Regions from separate parts of the Gossypium hirsutum genome. Here region 1 is linked to region 2. A link is a contact called in public Hi-C data. All regions are on one chromosome and are shown on one strand. The core of a region is the stretch at or near the end of the contact, and the rest is flanking DNA. Distances in the headings are between cores, read along the strand shown. Region 1 has its middle 35 kb from the start of LOC107960031. Region 2 holds the start of LOC121209899.

Region 1 (6,434 bases), core at 838-3,337, 130 kb after region 2:
AGAGCAAATTTTGGCTAGGAGAGGTCAAATTCTTGGGACACATTGTGTCAGATGACGAGATTAGAGTTGGCTCGAGTAAGATATCGGCTATCGTTGAGTGGAAATCACCGAGGAATGTGACAGAGGTTCGAAGCTTTCTGGGTCTAGCTAGATATTACAGAAGATTTGTGAATGGATTCTCTATGATAGCCACTCCGATGATAAGGTTGTTACAAAAGGATGTCAAGTTTGAATGGTCAGAGAAGTGCCAACAGAGTTTTGAGAAATTAAAGGCTTTGTTGACCGAAGCTCAACTTTTAGTGTAATTGGAATCAGGCAAAGAATCTGTGGTGTATAGCGACGGCTCCTTGAGTGGATTAGGATGCGTGCTTATGCAAGAAGGCAAGGTAATAGCCTATGCCTCGAGACAGTTAAAGGCACACGAAAAGAATTACTCGACCCACGATTTAGAGCTAGCAACCATCGTGTTCGCATTAAAAATTTAGAGACACCATTTGTATGGAGAGAGATGCTGAGTGTTCACTGACCACAAAAGCCTCAAGTGTTTGATGACTCAGAAAGAGTTGAATCTACGGCAACAAAGGTGGCTAGAGCTTATAAAGGATTATGAGTTGGTGATTGACTATCACCCCGGAAAGGCTAATGTAGTAGCCGATGCATTGAGTAGGAAATCATTGTCCGGCTTGAAGGCTATGAATACTCAGTTGGCTGTGATTGATAATAGCTCAGTTCTAGCCGATATGAGATCTAGACCTACGTTCCTTCAAGAGATTTGTGAGGCTCAAAAATGCGATAGGGACCTGCAAGCTAAAATAGCTCAGTATGAGACGAGAAATGAATTAAAGTTTAGTATTGGTACCAACGATTGTATGATGTACCGAGACAGAGTTTTTGTACCCAAGGATAATGAGCTTATTCAGAGGTTTTTGTGAGAGGCACATAGTGGTTGCTTGTCTATCCATCCAGGTAGTGTAAAAATGTATAACGACTTGAAGAAAATGTATTGGTGGTCGAGGATGAAAAGAGACATTTCTGAGTTTGTTTCTAAGTGTCTAGTTTGTCAACAAGTGAAGGCAGAACACCAAGTACCCTCAGGTTTACTTCAACCTGTGATGGTTCCCGAGTGGAAGTAGGACCGAGTAACTATGGATTTTGTGTCAGGGTTGCCTTTGACACTAAGGAAAAAGGATTCAGTTTGAGTAGTTGTTGATAGACTTACTAAGTCGACACATTTTATACCAGTGCGTACTGACTATTCCCTTGAGAAATTGGTCGATCTATATGTTTCTAAGATCGTGAGACTTTATAGAGTGCCCTTGTCGATTATTTTAGATAAAGATTCGAGGTTTACCTTGCGATTTTGGAAAAAGTTACAAGAGGCATTGGGAACAAAACTAAATTTTAGCACGGCTTTTCATCCGCAAACCAACTATCAGTCAGAAAAAGTCAGATCTTAGAAGACATGTTGCGGTGTTATGTTCTCGAGTTCCAAGGCAGTTGGGAAAAGTATTTACTGCTAGTCAAATTTTCCTACAACAATAGTTGTCAATTAAGTTTGAAAATGGTGCCTTATGAGGCTTTCTATGGACGCAAGTTTTGAACACCCTTGTATTGAATTGAGCTGAGAGAGAATCAGACACACGGGGTTGATTTAGTTAAAGATACCGAAGAGAAAGTTAAAGTAATTCACGACTGTTTGAAAGCCACTTCGGATAGAAAAAAATCCAACGCGGATTTGGGACAGAAAGAGATCGAGTTTCAAGTCAGGGATAAGGTGTTTTTAAAGGTATCCCCGTAGAGAAAAGTCATCAGATTTGGGAGAAAGGGTAAGCTGAGTCCTCGTTTTATAGGACCTTATGGGATTACTGAGAGAGGGGGTACTGTCTTCCAAACAAATTCAAAGAAGAGATCGAAGTAGGAAAAAGGATAAAAACAGTGTTGTGTTTGGGAGTGAAGATAAAGTGGTGAATCTTTCTTTGTCTGATTCAGATTTGAGCAATAAGAGAAAGGTTATCATTAGATAGGCGAGGCAAACCTGGGAAGTAGGGAAGAAATTGGGGCTCAAGGTGCAAAGACATGAAGGAGATGTTATTGAGGAGATTATGAGACTTGAGGCGCAGCAGTAAAGGAGATCTGGGTTAGAGGTTGAAATTTGTGTTGTTCTGAAGAATAGTGCGGTTGAATTTATATTGGTTTTATGAAAATTGTATCGTGGAATATTAAGGGTTTGGGTACTAATGGAAAAGTTGAGGCAATTAACAGATTAGTCAAAATGCAGGGAGCGGATGTGTGTTTTTTACAAGAAACTAAGCTTGTAGACGTGTCAGGGGTTTTTGCTAGGAGAATTTAGGGAGATGATAATTTTGATTTTCGTTTTGTTGCTGCAGTGGGTCGTTTGGGAGGTCTTATTACAATATGGGATAAATCGAGTTTCATAATGAAAAAGGAATATCGCTCTAATCGATTTATTGTGTTAGAAGGGATTTGGTGTGTAGAGGGATGGGAAGGGGTTTTGATTAATGTGTACGCTCCTAATCTGTTGAGTGAGCAGAAAATTTTTTGGGAGGAAATATTAGAGGTCAGAGAGAGGTCCATAAAATTTTGGGTTCTGGGGGGAGATTTTAATGCAATTAGGAACAAAAGTGAAAGAAGCAATTGTGTGGGTTTATTAAGAGGGTCGAAAGATTTTTTGAACTTTATTAAGAAATGTAATTTGGTGGATTTGCCTCTGTTGGGGAGAAAATTCACTTGGCATGATCCGGATAATAAGAAGAGTCAACTGGATAGATTTTTGGTGGACGAAGTTTGGTTAGAAAAGATTGAAGATTTTCAGCAGCAGGGTTTAAATCTTTCTGTTTCGGATCACATCCCAATTTTATTATCGCATGGCTCTACCGATTGGGGTCCAAGACCGTTTAAGTTTTTTAATGCGTGGGTTAAAAATAAGGAATATATGAGTATTATCAGAAATGAATGGGGTTCGATGGGTTATTTGAATGGTAAGGTGTCTGAAAAATTGAAGAAACCCAAAGGTGTCCTTAGAAAATGGAATAGAGAAGAAAGATATACCTTGGATAGAAGATTTAATGAAATCGAAGCTAGAATTAGATGCCTAGATGAGTGTAGCGATGTTAGAGATCTTTTTGAGTTGGAATTGGAGGAGCTGAAGATTTTGTATCTTGAATTGGGAGTGTTTAGTAGATTCAAGGAGTCCATTTGGAGGCAAAAATCGAGAATGACATGGCTGATGGTGGGAGATTCAAACACAACTTTTTTCCAAAGAGCAGTTAAGTTTAAAGCTAAAAGAAAGACTATCTATGGTATGAAAATTGGAAATGAGTGGCTTAGTGATCCAAAGGCTTTAAAGGTGAAAATGTTTAACTTTTTTAGAAATCATTTCAGCTGTCACTCGAGGAAGTGGAGTTGGATTTGGAGTTAAATTTTAAAAGGCTGAGGGATATTGACATCGCGAGTTTGGAGAAACCCTTCTCAATGAAGGAGATTAAAGAGGTGGTGTGGAGCTGCGATGAAAACAAAGCACCGGGCCCGGACGGATTCAACTTATGTTTTTTTTTAAAATGTTGGGAGGTTGTTAAGGAGGATTTATTTGAGATGATGGTTAAGTTTTTTAACTCCGGTAAATTGGAAAAGAGTATTAATTCGTCTTTTATTGCGTTGATACCTAAAAATGATAATCCGCAGGATATTTCAGAATTTAGACCGATTTGTTTGGTGAGTTCACTGTATAAAATTGTCGCTAAGGTATTAGCTAGAAGAGTACGTGTTGTCATTGTGGAGGTGGTCAGTGACTCGTAGTGTACCTTTATTCGGGGTAGGAAAATTTTTTATGGCATTTTGATTGCTAATGAGTTGATTCACTCAATTAGGTGTAAGGGTGGTGCGGGGGAATAGTTGTTGTTTAAGCTGGATTTTGCTAAAGCTTATGATTGTGTGAGGTGGGATTTTCTGGAACTAATCTTGTTGAAGATGGGTTTCGGCGAGCGTTGGATGGGCTGATGGTGGAGTGTGTGTCTTCGGCGAGGGCTGCGGTGCTAGTTAATGGAGCAGTTACTAATAAGTTCAGATTGCATAGAGGTCTTCGACAAAGGGATCCTTTGTCCCATTTTTTATTTATTCTGGTTATGGAAGTTTTGCACTTGTTGTTCGAGAAGGCGGAGGAATTGGGGATGATTGAGGGGATTAAGGACATTCTTCCTAGTCAATCGATTTCCCATCTTCAGTTTGCAGATGATACTATTTTATTTCTCAGGGCGGAGGAGGCAGTGGTTCGAAATTCAACGTATATTCTTCAATGTTTTGAGTTATTTTCTGGTTTAAGCATTAATTTTGGGAAATCTTGTTTGGTTGGTTTTGGTGTGGATGAGGAATTTTTTAGTAGAATGGCTGCCATTTATAAATGTAAGATTGGAGTTTTTCCATTCAATTATCTGGGCATTCCTTTAGGCGCGGATCCTAGAAAAATCTCATCTTGGAACGATATTGTGGATAGGGTGGAGAGAAAGTTATCGAGATAGAAGAGTAGGTCGCTTTCTTGGGCTGGTAGAGTGGTGCTCATTAATTCTGTGCTTTTGTCTTTGCCTATTTATTTTATGTCGTTATTTCAGGCACCGGTCGCAGTGATTAATAAGATTGATAAAATTAGACGAAATTTTTTGTGGGGTAGTGCTGGGGGTCGGCGGAAGTTGGCAAAGGTTAAGTGGAAACAGATTTGTATGCCTAAGGTTAAGGGGGGTGTAGGTGTGATGGATTTAAGGGTTAAGAACAAGTCTCTTATGGCCAAATGGATCTGGAGATTCGCGATGGATAAAGAAGTGTTATGGAGAAGGATCATTGCAGCAAAGTATGGTACTACTATTCAAAATTGGTGGTTTAGAATGAACAATTTTAATGACATGTCAGTGGTATGGAGGGGCATTATAGAGAATGCGAAAGATTCAAAAGTGGTTAAGTGGGTAGGGAATGAGTCTTTTCGCTGGTTGTTAGGGAACAAAAATTCGATAATTTTTTGGAGGATATATGGTGTGGTTACAGGCCGCTGAGAGTGGAATTTCCAAGGTTGTTTCGATTATCTTTGAATAAGAGTGGCTTCGTTAAGGATTTTTTGAAGTCCAATGGGTTTAAAGAGGTCGATTGGGCTGTTTTCTTTTCCTGTCGTATTTTGGATAGGGAGGTTAACATGGTCTCCCGATTAATGGAAGCAGTCAGTTGTATGGTGTTGATTCCCAAGGTGGAGGATCAGTTAATTTGAATTCACGATAAGTAATGGGAGTTCTCAGTGAGGAAATTATCAAAGTTGTTGATCTGTGCTGAAACGACAAAATTTAGGTTTGCTTTCGACAGGATTTGGAATTTAAAAGTGCCGCCTAAAGTAAAAAGTTTCTTATGGATGTTATCAATTGATCGTATTCCCACAAAAGAGTTTCTTGGCAAAAGAGGGGTGAAGTTTGTTCAATTGGGGAATAGGTGCCCATGGTGCGAGAGAGAAATAAAGTCTTTGGAACATCTTCTTTTCAATTGTAATTTTATTGCGGGGTTTTGGAGAAACATTTTGGAATGGTGGGAGGTGAAGTGGAGACCTTTTGTCGATTTCTCGGACTTTTTCTTTTTTTTGTAATAATGTCTCATACAAAGGAGTTGTCAAAAGTTTATGGCTTATCTCGGTGTCTGGGGCATGCTAGTCGGCGTGGCTTGCAAGAAACGAGCTGGTGTTTGAAAAAAGATGGCCTAAAATGTCCAATTTGGTATTTTTTACGAAAATCCGGGCTTTGATATGGATTAGAGCGATGTATGATGAATTGAAAGTGGATGAGAAAATTTGGTGGGTCTGTCCTGTTAAAAGTTGGAGTGGTGGTAAGAAATTCGGGTCTGGTGGTAGCTTCTGGTGTCCTCCGTGCTTTGGAGGGGTTAAATTTAACGTGAGTGGTGTGGAAAGAGAGGGGGATGCCGAGTGCGGTGGGGTGTTGAGAAACTCATAAGGGGTGGTTAGGGCTGTGTTTTCTGGTCCATGTGCAGCGAGAGAGTCAAGTGCAGCGGAGGTGGGGACGGTTTGTTTAGCATTGGAAGTCTTTCTAGAGATGGGGTGGAAGGGCTCGTGTTCTTTATCCATTGAAGTTGGCTCTTCGGACGTGTTCTGCTAGTTCGAGAACAAAGGTTCGAGACCATGGTCGATGGTCTCTATTTTCAAGGATATCGAGTCAAGGGTGTCTATTATTGGTAATGTTTCTTTTTCTAGAGTGGATAAGCATGGTAATGCGATGGCTTTTCCGTTGGCGGCCGCTGGTCTGAAAAGGCAGAAAATGTTCAAGGCTTGGTGGTAATTTGTGCGTTTTTCTTTCCTGACTGTTTTGTAGGTGAATTGATTGTGTTTTTTTGTTGTTGTTTGTTTTGTGGGCGTGGAGGGGTGTTTTTGAGTA
Region 2 (6,690 bases), core at 1,737-4,236:
TGGGTACAAAATAACATTTTATTAAAAGGATCTTTGGCATTACTTTTTGCAGGTTTTCATCTTTTGATTAAAAAGAAACAATCAGTCACTGTCCCAATTGGCTGTAGACGTGGTCCAAATAGGCACGTAGAAAACTGAACCACCAGGGACAGGTACCATGCACTAGGCCCGGACCAGCTAACAGACTGCTAGCACCATTAGCAAGCAAGCCATAAATTTGGAATGATTGTGCGCTTGCATTTTGTTGGTTGAATTTGCTGATCATGGAACTTTCCAATCACAGTTTGGGTTTAAACCCAAAAACAAAAAGAGGGTCCCGGAAAGTCCCAATAAATGAAGGGTTTGATTCACGGTCATGGCGTCCTTGTGTAGCTCCATTGCCGGCTCTAGAGAAGAATACTCTCCTGTGATGTCCACATCATTCTCTCAAAAAAGTGAAAAATACACCTTATCTCCATCCATGCAATGCTCAGAATTATTTATAACGAGAAAGCTACAACATTCGGACAGTTATAGCTGACTAGCATGCTTTGGGTAATGATGTTGAAAATCAGTATTGAAGTAGCCTCTTGGATGACAACATATGCAGGCCGATCTAGCATTGCAGTCCAAAGTCTTGGCAACAGTCTGGGCCACATAATTTAGATAGAGGAAAACACTGCCCCAGTGGCCAAAACTTCAGCTTCTACACCACCTGTATAACTTAATTTTAATCCAAGTACATACCTCATTGTTTGTAGAAGTACCTCTCATTCGGTACCATGACATGCAATAATCCATCCTTACATTTACTTGTTATACCAACATAGAAATCAGAACTAAACCCCCCATCCCCCAAAAAACCAAAGTTCCAAATTCTAAGAACATTCGACTGGCGCATAATATTTGGATAACAAATTATTATTAACCCCTCACGTATAATACCCAATACACATTAGGCGGTAGGATTAATAAAAAGATTGGAGGTAATGTCCCATCGGACTAAAGACACATGTTCCAGACAGCTTCGCAGTCATGCACTCTTATGCAAACGGCAGTCTAAGGACAACCGGAGGATTTTGTATACAAAATAAACATGCATGTATCCATTAAGAGGCATCCTTTTTTTCTTTTCTATAATCTTATTGCTACTTGGTAAAAATCTCTTTAACCTACACTATCCTCATTTGTTTTGCAACAAGGAGCATCATCTCCAGCACCCTCACCGCTCATCTCTCATTTTGCAAGCCCCTCATCTTCAATCCAACAACTGTCAAGTCGATCTCTTTCATATAAGATGTTAATAACGCTAAACCCACATGTGGTAAACTTAAACTTAAATCTCAAAATTTCCAGGACTTTATTCTTACCACCAAACCAAGATCTCATCAACATTAAGATCAAAATCTTAAGTATACGATATATTGTATCTAATTATTACGGGCACTGTGATAGGCCTTTTAAAGTCCATTTATCACTTTCATATATTTAGGTAGTTAAAAAACGTAATCTAAAAAGTACGTGAGCTTGTCTGAGATGCGATGAAATCCGAAAGAACACTAAATTGTGAAATTTAGTACTTCAAATAATTTGGGTGCACCTAAATAGATAAATTCTTAGACCACATAAGGCTAACTTAACAAAATTTCTTTCTAAATAGATTAGGGACTAAAGTTGGATCTTTCCTGCTAAAATTGAAAGAAAAACAATGGTCTACAAATGAGTTTGGCAAGTGTTAATTGATTTTAGCTGCTCAAAGCAAGATTCTTGGAACTTCTGTTGCAGATATGTCCAACTAATGGAAGCCAAGTGATAAATGGGTAGTATTTTATATACTGAAAAAACCAAATAATAAGGATATCCTATATAATGGAACAAAAAGAGTATTTAAGGAAGATACAGGACCATTAATGAAAATTTAATTGATTGTAGGCAAAGGAGCAACACCAAGAATTTTAAAAGTTGTCAGGACTGGAAGGGAGGACATGAATATCAAGATACCAAGACAGCTACTGAAGAGCAACACCTCCAATGGAACGTCACCATCCAAAACAAAACCAATACCTATTAAGGTATTTAAACTTGAAATAGTGTAAAGCTTAAATAACTACCCTCTAACCCTTTTTCAACCATGAATGATCAAAGAAAATAAATATCTAAATGCTTTATTTAATCCTAAACTTAGCACTTAGATCAATAGAATAAACAACAAAGCTTAATTTAATCCCAAACTAGTTCTAACGCTAGAATATAATATGACTAGATCCGGATAAAGAGATGAGGACAATGAAACCAAGAAAAAGACGATCTTTTGCCCAATTAAGAGAGACAAGTCTTAAAAAGAGTGAAGAGAGGAAAGCACAAAACAAAAGGCAGCACAAAGACCTTGGTTCCTCTTAGGAAACAAGAATCTCAGTAGATTGGATCACAAGAAAACGTTCTACCCTTGGAAGCAGAAGAGAAAAAATACTTTCGTTTTTTGAAGTAATCCAATTTTTCATATAGTACGAAATTTCAATAAACAACAAGAATCAAGCAAAGAATACATCTCTAGCCATATGCTATACCAAAGAAACAAACATATAAAATGATTAAGAAAAACTACAAACAAACAAAAAAAAAAGTTTTAAACGAAGTATCAAAAGAACTGCTCTCTCATCCCTTGTTTCCATCGCGACAATGATTATCGTGATTACAAGGCCTGTCGTACCTATTTGCAGCAGGCTTTTGGGGAAGACATGACTTCAGGTCGCCACCACAAGAAGGGGAGGACCCACGAATTCGACCATAGTCGATGTATTTACCTGGTACGTCTCTAGCCCAGACAGACGCCAACAGCATCAAGACAACGACGCAAAAAGCCCTAATTAGAGTGATATTGGCCATTTTCCGGCGCCATTTAATGGAATTATAGAATGTTAGGGTTTAGCGGCAGAGAGGTTTCCACTCTATGTTAGGTTATTATTTAGTATGGGTTTTCAATAAATTTTAAATTCCTGTTTAAGTTTTAATTTGATTGATATTGGAGTTAGATTTGAGTTTAAATACCTGTTAATTAGTTTGGTTTAAAAGGATTTAAAATGAATCATTAAATTAATCAATTATCTAATTTGATCTTAATGTATATATATAAACTATTAATATATTATATATGATATGATATAGTACTATATAATATATTTAGAGGGCTAATTTTTAAATATACAAAAAATATAAGGATTTAGACAATATTCGAACTAATATAATAATAAATTATAAAATATAATAATTAATATATTATGTACTACTATTATAGTATGTTATATAGTATTACATAATGTAATAATATATTTTAAATCTATTAATATCTCTATATATATAGAACTATTAATTAGTACAAAATCAAAACTGAATTTACTAAACAATTTGCTTGAATTGACATGACTTGGTTAGTTGAGTTAGTTTTAATTACCAACTATAATAGATGATATATTATTATAGAATATAATAATATATGTAACTATTACTAAACTTTATATATATAACTATTATTATATTATAGATTATAATAAAAAATATAGTATTACATAATATTATATAGTTCAATCATTAATGCATATATATAAACTATTAATATATAATATATTATTTCTATCGAAAAAGATATTATATGATAAAATATAATATTATATAATATAATAGAAGGGTTAACTTTCAAATGTACAAAGAGTATAGGGATTTAAAGCATATTCAATCAATATAATAGTAAACAATAATATATAATGATAATTAATATATTATGTATTATTGTTACAGTAAGTAATATAGTGTTACTGTAAATATTTGTCTTTTAAAGGTGTCGTAAAATTCGTTTTGAATCGAATTAATTAAGTTGAGTTAGTAGACAAACTAAAATCGAATGATTTTGTATTGAGTATAGAAGCTTAGAGTTGAATTATTAAATGATACTAAGTTAAAATGATTATTAAAAATAGTACAGGGGTTGAATTGCAAAAATGTAATCATTATTGAGTTTAATTCAGAAAATGGAGAAAAACTTAATTAGAAATTAAGTAAGAGATTATGGAATAATTAAACCACATTAATGTTGAGATAGTGGGATGATATGATTAAACTCATTCACTGTTATTAATATGATTTATATATCTAGTTAAATTAAGAAAGAATATGATAGAAATGTGTTGGACGATAATGAATTAAGCTTGAATTAAGTGTGAATTGTTTGATAAATTATGTTTTTATTAAGGATCTAATTACAAAATATAAAATTTTTAGGGTTGGTTAATGAATAATAATAAGAGGCAGGGATAAATCCAGGGGGCGTAGAGGACGGTCGTCCCCCTTAGAATTTTTCATGTTTTTAATTTTATATATAAATTATCATTTATTTTAGATTTGGTATCCACATTGTATAACATTCGCTCTCTTGGCTAAGTTGTATTTCATATAATTCGCCCCCTTAAACCATAAGGTTATACTTTATATTAACAAAGTATTTTTCAATTTTTAATTATATAACTTTAATAATAATAATATATTAATTGGAGCATTTTCAACTTGATGTTCATCAAAGCACGGAGTTGTAGAAAGCTTCTACAGTTGTCAGGTTGTTGGAACGACAGAAATGTGCAAGTGTACACAATCGCAACAAGTAAATGTCGAGTTATCGTACCCACAGCGACTATGAAAAGAAATATTTATAAATGCAATTTTAAAAACACTTTAGTGAAGAAAAATATTTTGATTTGAAGAAGTAATTTAAAACTAGGATTTAACAATGTAAAATAAATAATAAAAGTTCCCATGCACGATTTCAAAAGATGATTTTAATCAAGATGATATAATTGTATTAGATTAATTGTATTTCTTAACTTAGAATTATTAAACTCATGTTCATGTTGTTACGAATAAATTCACGGCAACTCGATAATTTGCTAACTTATGAACATACTTACCTACCAAAATCCATTTATCTCTTAACTATATCTCTGTGTCAATTCAACCGATTAAACAAGTTCTAATAAGCAAATGTGTTAATGCGCATACATACTTATGAAATTAAAATAATCTCTTGTACATATTTCTATGCCAATTCAAACAATTAATTAAATCTTATAAGCACATAAAAGATTACGTGAGGTAACAATGTATTTCCACCTTGAAACAGTTTAATCACAATAATCTTGCAAGTTATGCAAGGCTAGTGTATCACTAGATACCGTTGCTAATTTAACTCTCATCTAATTTAGATGATTAAACATGCACTGATTAAGTATCGTGTCAATTAATTACAATTTCAATCCGTTTAAATAATTAATTCATTAGTTACCTTATTGTAATGCAAGAATAACTTAGTTATGGTTTTACTTAATCAAACATCTTACTAAGGCCTATAACAACACAAACACAATTTTAATAAATTAAGTAGACAAAATGCAATCAACCTAACACGAATTAAATTTAAGTCATATTAATTAAATTAAACATATCAACATCACAAATATTCTTAGACATGTTCATCATAACAACATCAAAATTAAAAGGATAGAGAATAATAATCAAATCCAATGTTTTCTCTATGGCTTGACTAGTTTGCTTCACTCCTCCTCCGCTTGTTCTTGTCAAACTGAGGCTTCTACGAACACTTGAATGCTGCTCCAAATGGTGGTTGATTGACTCTTTTTCAAAAGGTGAAATCGGCAAGGGAACATGGGAAGAAAATGAAGAACAATGGAAGGGAATGAAGAGAGAACAATGAGAGAAAAGTAAAGAGATGAGAAGAATTGAGATGTGTTTGAAGTGAACAGCCAAAGGGGTATTTATAGGTTGAGAAGGCTGCTAAAAATAGCTAAAATCAGCAGCCAAAGACTCCCCCGTGGCCGACCACACATGTGGCATGTTTGAAGATTTCAAACATGCTATTTTAGGTAGGGGCAAATCTTGAAAGGCATGAATAGTGGAGGGGTTTGAATGCAAATTGAAGGAGTCATCAAGGGCCATTTTGTAAGCAAAATAATCAAACAAACAAGCTGATTGGGTCAGCATGTGGGACGATTTTGGGCTGCTCAGTGCTCGGTTGGATCAGTTTTCTCGGTTCAGCTCAACTGGGCCCCATTTTTTCATAATTATTTAATGATAATTTATTTAACCCAAATTAAATTGGATTAAAATTAAAATTAATTATATTATGAATCAATACACATAATTTGGACCTTCTTAGGATGAAAAATTAATTCACCTTGATGCTTCAAAATTGCTTTTTGGTTTTGCACTTCTAACAGTGTCTATCGAGCCATTTTTCACCTTTTGTGCAAATATGTTGAAAATAATCAAAATTAATCAAAATTTGATATAAAATTAATTAAAATTCAACATGTTCATAATTTGAGTGAAATTTAATTATTTTATAATTATTATATATTTTTTAACAAGAATTTTATCGAAACTACATGAATTTGAGTTAAAAAGGGCATGAAAAAGTGTGTATATTTTCGTATTTTCAATTGTGTCAAATGTTAGTTAAGACAAATAAGTCAAGTATTTATCCTCTTCTTGATAGAATTATTCATCTTGTGCTAACTCTTTCCGTGTCTACTGCAACAACGGAACAAGCATTTTCAGCCATGAAAATTATGAAGACAAGGCTTCGCAACAGAAGGGAGGATGATTTTGTTTCAACTACTTGATGGCATACATGAAAAAAGAGACAGT

What was found. Hi-C and Micro-C count contacts between places; a contact is called where the count stands out from the background.
Region 1: a contact with region 2 is called in a Hi-C map of fibers, with 3 times the contacts expected there. The contact joins the enhancer-like site here to the promoter of LOC121209899 in region 2. A contact is called at or near these places in 12 of 34 Hi-C or Micro-C datasets (anther, fibers, hypocotyl and 2 more).

What each region holds. Positions count from the first base shown.
Region 1 is chrA11:30,731,599-30,738,032 of Gossypium_hirsutum_v2.1, forward strand. No RefSeq gene overlaps it. Among protein-coding and RNA genes, the nearest start is that of LOC107960031, 35 kb to the right of the region's middle. Within about 2 kb of position 2,088, at least 5 of the 9 cell types and tissues checked have an H3K27ac peak or open chromatin away from gene starts, as enhancers often do. A contact at or near this core is called in fibers, where this site is marked.
Region 2 is chrA11:30,595,948-30,602,637 of Gossypium_hirsutum_v2.1, forward strand. It overlaps LOC121209899, which reads right to left and starts at 2,987. Exons shown (of 2, transcript XR_005905068.1): 1 at 2,690-2,987; 2 at 1-694.